Linked DNA regions of Astyanax mexicanus: region 2 is linked to region 1. A link is a contact called in public Hi-C data. All regions are on one chromosome and are shown on one strand. Each heading gives the region's core, a stretch centred on a gene start, on an enhancer-like site or on the middle of the called end of the contact. The rest is flanking DNA. Distances are from core to core; before and after follow the strand shown. Region 1 holds the start of lrr1 (leucine rich repeat protein 1). Region 2 holds the start of mis18bp1 (MIS18 binding protein 1).

Region 1 (3,713 bases), core at 604-3,103:
TTTAATCACAATCCTGGTGCAAAAATTCAAGCAGTTTAGCTTGGTTTGGTGGCTTGTTATCATCCATCTTCCTCTTAATTATTTTCCAGAGGTTTGGTAATTTGTAAAATCAAAGAAACTCATCATTTAACTTTACCAAGCTCATTTTAAGTGGTCTCTTATTTTTTCCAGAGCTTCAGGTGTTGTTTTATTATTTTCTCGTTTATTCACTTCCAAAAACACAATACAAGAAAAATACAACAAATACAAACAACCATAAAGCTTTAACAAACAAAACTGTCACTACTTTAAATACTTTATAATGTAAAGGTTTTAACGAATTCCATAATAATAATAAAACAATTTTAATTTGTTCAGAAAATATTTCCCCCAAAGAGATTCATATCAGATTTAAAGAAAAGAAAATAATGTTTGGAGAAAAATGAATCTTTATCTGTAAATTTGGCATGATTATAATTACTTGTAGGCCTGGCACAATAAGATCTTTTTTGGGCCTGGATTAATTGTAATATTACATTATTAACAAATATCATATCAAAGCAATTATATCATTTTAAAGACAAACATTTCCATTCCTTCTCTTTAGGGATGAAGGGTCTACTGTAAATAAAGTTCACTTGACTCGATCAGTGTAAACTGTGGCGCTCAGGTCATGCGAGGTCAAAAGAATCGGTTCCTCCAAATGAATCGGCTCTTCCATCACTGTTCTACGGAAGCCTGTTTGTTTTTGACAGCACCAGGGTTCACAGGTTAAACGGCCAAACGCGAAGCGGATACGAGGGGTTTAATGTAGATTTATTGATCCATTTATTTATTGACCCTTATTGACCTTAATATTACATTTATTTATATTCACTTTGATCATTGTTCCAGTGTTAAGTTTACGAATTCAGAACATGCATTTACTGTGTTTAAAAGTAGACCTAAAAAAAGCTGTTAAAGCAATGAACATATGCACTTTATTTAATAAAATTTTAATACAATGATTTATTTTCTTGGCTCTTTTTTACTTCAGCGTACTTTCACCTTTCTTTTCCATTTTCCTTATTTTCGAATGATTAAATTTGATATTACAGTTGTACTATACCATACATGAATATAGACCTGTTATAATAACATTTTTGTGGGTGATTTATCGTTAGTGGTTAGTAAAATAGCATAATATAATAGCACAACAAAACAACTATGGCATTTTAAAGACAACAAATGTATATATATATATTTTTTTTCTTCACCTATTGCCATTTATTTATTTATTTTAACATTTCTTTATTTATTCATTTATTTAGTTCTACATTTATTTATTTATTCATTCATGTTTTTATTTATTTATTTCCACATTTATGTATTTCTGTATTTCTGCATAAATGTGGAAATAAATAAATAAATAAATGTAAACATGTTTAAATTAATTTATTAATCAATAAATGTGTTTATACATCAATACATCAATAAATAAATAAATGCAGAAATAGCCCCAAATAAAAGTTGATGCGTGGACATATGGAAATAGATTTCTGCTATAATTTTTAGATAATTTGTATAATTTAAAAAATATATATTTTATATTAATAAATGTATTAATTTATCTATACAAAAATCTATTTATAATTTATTATTTATATATAATTATGTCATTTTTTGTCCTCCATAGCAGTCCACATCGCAACTGTATGTAGACAATATTATATATCAAATATAATTTAAATCATGTCCATTTGTTGTACGAAAAGTCGATAATGTAACTATTATATCGCGACAGGCCTATTTCATGTGAACATATTCTAATGTAAAATATTTATTCTATAATACAAACACGCAGCCATGTTGGTAAGGTCAGTCTCTGACGAGCCGCTTGTGCGCTTGCGCTTACAAACGCGGGCTAGTTGGCTCCCTCGTTCAGCTTGGCATTGTGTTTTTTTCCTCTGTTTACATCGCATTGTGAGTTATTTAGCTGATATTATTAATTGTCGCGGTGTGTGAGCTTTGCTGTACTGTACTGGAAAGCGTATTTGCGTGTGGGTAATCTAGGTTAGCTAAGGGTTTCGGAAAACATGACAGCTTTATGAAAGTTTGGTGTGCTTTATAGGTGGGCTAGTTAACGTTAGCACTAGTTCAGCTAGCGTTCATATTTTAGAACAGATTTGTTCGTTTGAGCGCCTGACACTGTTATCACTATGTGGGACACGCGTAGCTAACTGGTTAAACTAGATTCGCTGTGTTTAAACGTGTTAATCGAGGCTGTGACAGCTTGGCTAACTAGCTTTAGCTGGCGTCAACCAACTTTTGATGGTGGATGTGTGTGAGGGAAGGGTTTAGTAGGTTAGCTTAGCTAGTTACGCTAGCTGTAGATGTTTAGTTAACCTTAGCTAGTTAGCGTTAGCTAGCTCATAGTCTGTACACATTTTCTCTTTGTTGTAATTAGCAGCGAACTAACCAGCTAGCTGACTGTAACTGTTGTAGTGAGACAGGTCTTCTTGTGCAACTGAAGCAGTCAGTCAGTTAGTCAGTATCCTTGACAGGGCAGCGATGAAGCTCCAGTGCGATGTCGAGGTTATAAATCGGATGCTGCCAACGTTTGGGCTCAAGGGAAAGGGGAAAGGAACCAGGGCCGTGCTGTCCATCGGGAAACACGTGGATAAAACCAGCAAGCGAAGCAATGTCTATTTACTGATCTGTACTGCAAAAGATAGAGCTGGATCCAAATACAAGGTACATGCCTGCATACACTTGGTTCCCTAAACTAACCAGTACCCGTCAAAAGTTGGACGCACCTTAAATTCAGTGTTTTTTATTGTATATAATGTTCTGAATGCAGGAGAATTTTATTACACTGGAAATCAAAACACTCTCTAAAAGCTTCTGTTAGCTTAGAGTCTTGATGCAATTCATTCAGTTGGAAAAAATAAAATAATCCCTTAGGGGCTCTTGGGCTATTTGGGCACCAATTTTAAACTATTTGGGCACCAATTTGTAACCTATATAAAATCTGTGAATCTGTGACCAGAGTATGTTTAAGATTTTAGATTCTTTAAAGTAGCACCTCTTCCTTAGATGGCAGCTTTGCACATTTGCTTGGCTGGATTTTATCGGTCAGTTTTTTTTAAATGTAGAGTCACTTGGAAAAACTTTCAGTTAACAGCTGTGCTGAACTCAAAAGTTTATTATTTAAAAAATCTTCTACTCTTCATGTGATGGAAAAATAAAGGTATAAGAATGCTGCTTTCTGTCTGTAATGAACAGAAAAGAAGACTCTAATATTATACTATAAAATCTATATAGCAAATAAATCTATCCAACTAAAATATTAAGTAGTTTATATTTATTTCCATTGTAATGAAAGTCTGTGTGTAAGATTGTAGATTTTATATTGAGCTTTTGATTTCATGAACCATCCAAAACAGTAAAAGAATGATTAAAGAGTGTCCTACATCACAGTAAATTACTAAAAACATATCTGCTACCTTGCCTAATGGCTATAGTACTACTGTTTTTCCAGTGTAGTGGACAGGATCCGAGCTACTGTTTAATTGGTGTATAAGGTTGTTCATTGGCTGGTTTCATTGGCTGGTCTATTGTGACAGACAACAGCTGTCAGATATGAAGGTCAGTCGAAACTCAAGTACAGTCACAAAGACCATCAAAACCTTATTATGATGAAACTGGCTCTCATCAGGACGAAATAGTTAGCTATTCTAATAGCATATTTGTAA
Region 2 (3,479 bases), core at 471-2,970, 310 kb after region 1:
ATGAAGAGCTGCTTTAGGGATGAGTTTATTTCCCTCATGGTAGCTGAAGGATGTGAGGTTGGAGAGCTGGGACACAGCGCCGGTGATATCTGCTCCAGGAGCGCAGGAGACCTCGCAGAAGCCCAGGTGAGTGAGCTGTGAGAGCGCGGTCAGTGAGTTACTCAGGCTCGGGCAGCAGCAGAGGCGAATCTCGAGCCGCTGCAGCTTCTTAAACTCAGCCAGAGCCTCCAGAACTTCAGGGTTACCGCACGCGCGCAGAGTGAGCGACACCAGCCAGGGCAACCGGCGCGCGAGCTCGGTCCACTCGCGCACTTTAGTCCCCTTCAGCACCACAGCCGAGCTGGTCCTCCTCCGGCCCAGAGTCCTCCAGAAGTGCGACCTGTAGGAGCTCGGTTTCTCCAGGTACACCGTGCTGTTCCTCCACAGGGCGGGCTGGTCTATCAGCCTCCTGAAGAACCTGCAGCTCGAGCGCGCGCTGAGTTTATCAGCAGAGGAGAGGAACCCGAACACATGGACCCACACCTCCTCCGGCAGCCCCACATCTACCATTATCTTCACCAGCTTAAATAAAACACAGGAGCTGAGCTAGAGACACATGTAGCCGGAGCTGTAGATCAGTTTCTCCACGCTGTGTTTCTGACCTGTAGATAGATGATGATGATGGAGAGCCAGTTACTGAGATGACGTGCGCACGCGCCACATGTAAACACACATGTGCAGACAGTCAGCCACTCGTGAATGATTCGTTCCGATGAGTCGGTTCCTTTCAGCTCATAAGAAAATCCGAATCGACTCGGGACTGAACCTGTTTTGCAGCATCTGAGTTCACCTTATTTGCGTTCATCATTTTTTTTAGATTAAAAAAAAAGGTTGTAAGAGAATTCCTCTCAAAATTCAATATATATTATATAACATATATATATTTGGTGGCCCTATGTTATTCAGACTTGAATAATTATATACACACCATGGCAAACTTTCGCCAAAAAAAAAAAGAAATGTCAAAGCTTTTCAATTTTATCTGAACCCCCTTTTTTATATTTCTATTTTTTAGTTTTTCTTCTTATCTTTTTTAAATTATTTGCTTGTTAGGTTTACTATTTGAATGCATTTGTGATATGTTGTACCTGGGTAATATTTCCATATATTTGTATTTTTGGTATACTGTTATGTATATGTTATTTTGTTGAACTATATCATAAGCAAAAGTCAATAAATACATTTATAAAAAAATGAATTCACCTTTTCTGCCACGCCCACATTTAATATGATTCATTCGAGTTTGTTTGTTTGATTCCGCCTCAAACAGTCAGAAAACCGAAATCTGGTTGTGAGGGGTAGAAATAGAAACGTAGAAAAAAGGGAAATAAAACAAAAAATACTTTGCCAAATGTGAAAAATCAATAAATAATAAAGCGTTTTTTACTAGTTTTTACTAATTTCGCCTTAAAGTGGTTATTACACACATATTTAGCAAAGTAAATACTTTTTTAGAATAAAAAAAAATAGTTTAATGTAGTGGAGTTAAAGTTACATATTTGACTAGAAAATGTAATGGAGTGGAGAAAAAAAATAAATGTACAAATATTTCAGTAAATTAATGACACTTAATTCACCACTGCCTCACTCTAACTTACTAAAAGCCACATTCTCTGATTCATTTGCCTTTTGATTCCTTGAAGCGACTGAACAGAATCGGTTCAGTAAAACTGAATCATCAAATCTTTTCTACTTCCTGGCGGATGTGACGACAGAGCTGCTGTTTGGGAAATTCAAAATCCCCGCTCGCTGAGACCGAGGAGCTGCTGCTGAAGAAATGAGTGAGTTTCTGCTCTCAGACATAACAGCAAAATATATCTAATCTCGTTATAATGAGTTTAGAGACCCGCACAGCGCTTTAGAGTTATATATTTAAGTTCTGTACGTTAGGTGTACTGGGTAGGTTTAGTAGTTAGAAATCGCGAGGCTGTTGGTTAGCTTTAGCTGGGTTGTTACCAGGTTTGTTAACGACTTTACTTGGTAAAAAAAAAAAAAAAAATGCAGACTGTTTCTGTTCATTTTTTTATGTTATTTTGTCATCATGATGTTGTTAGTTAGCTAGCTAACTAATTGAGTCGAGTATAAAAATAATGTAACATTTTTTTCCCCAGAACGACAGTTTACTTGGGTTAAAGTAAGAACCATGCTTGTTTCCCTCAGTAATCATCCCAATTGTACACTTTTTTGTTTCCTTTTAAAACACCTAGTTTGCTTAATTTGGTATGCATTAACCATAATCTTGGTTGTACATGGGAATTAAACCCTTGTTCTCCTTTTTCCGTTTCTCAGCCTCCTCGTAGGACATTGCTGATAAATCCCAGAACTGTTATTAAATGACTGGACTGGCTATTTTGCTTGTAAACCAATGTATCATTCATCATCAGAATATCACACGGTTCCACAGCACCGTAAACCTTATCATGGCACTCCTGGATGTCAGATTGCAAAGACAGGTCGTATGATCAAACCTGCTACAGACACAAGAACTAGACGGCAGGACCTAATGGTACTGAACTCCACGGTGCAGAATGCAGCTGATTCAGGGCCACACATTCCCTGTGAGCTGAGCACTATCAACTCCACGGTGACAGATGACCAACTTCTTGAGCGTCAAGCACCTATCCCTGTATTTAAATCGCTCACTGACACGCCAGCCAAAGTTTTTGCCAGGCTAAAGGCAAAGGTTCAACAACAGACACTCGAGGAGGGCAAGGATGATGCACTAAACCGACACACAATGGTACAGCACTCCCCGGTTGAAGATACCATGCAGGAAGACCAAGAAACTTATGTGCTCACACTTTCACCTCCTGAGTCCACAAGTATGACATGGGAAGTAGGAGACCCATCGCCAAAAGAAGAGCTTGCAGCAAATGTAGATGGAAGACAAGGGGGCAGAAGTGATAGTGATTTATTTCATGGTTAGTTGTATGTCATTCCATCTTTGTTTAGAAAAATCTTGATTTGATTTTATGTTATAAGCGGACAAGTTGAAAAAGCATTTTGCCTTAATTACCTTTGTTGTTTCTTCAGAGCCAGTCGTCGTGCTTGAGAGACTATCTGCCGAAAATGTGTTTACAACGACGAAACTGCAGAAGGGGCAACAGCAGCAAGGGGCGAGTCGTGTCAGGAATGTGAAGGATTTAATGAGAGGTATGCATATGATAATTGCTTTACACTAGCTACCGTATTTTTCTTACTATAAGGCGCACTATCAATGAACGTCTATTCTGGTCTGTTTTCATACACAAGGCCCACTGGATTATAAGGCACATTTTAAGCGGCACTTGTTAGAAACTGGGGTGTTGCCATATTTCCAAGACATTTAAAGCTAAGCTAAGTGAAGTAAACAAAACTGTAATTCTTAAAAAAAAAAAGTTTATTTGGGTTTATACCGCTTATGCCGCCTAACTGCCGTCCGACAGCGCTACACTGAGGAA

The links. Hi-C and Micro-C count contacts between places; a contact is called where the count stands out from the background.
Region 2: a contact with region 1 is called in a Hi-C map of muscle, with 8 times the contacts expected there. The contact joins the promoter of mis18bp1 here to the promoter of lrr1 in region 1. A contact is called at or near these places in 2 of 3 Hi-C or Micro-C datasets (both in muscle).

The regions. Positions count from the first base shown.
Region 1 is chr14:45,046,558-45,050,270 of AstMex3_surface, forward strand. It overlaps lrr1 (leucine rich repeat protein 1), which reads left to right and starts at 1,854. Exons shown (of 4, transcript XM_007258892.4): 1 at 1,854-2,712. The coding sequence starts at 2,530.
Region 2 is chr14:45,360,181-45,363,659 of AstMex3_surface, forward strand. It overlaps mis18bp1 (MIS18 binding protein 1), which reads left to right and starts at 1,721. Exons shown (of 18, transcript XM_049463540.1): 1 at 1,721-1,820; 2 at 2,329-2,960; 3 at 3,073-3,192. The coding sequence starts at 2,405. im:7136021 reads right to left here and starts at 725. Exons shown (of 4, transcript XM_007257898.4): 1 at 1-725. The coding sequence starts at 549.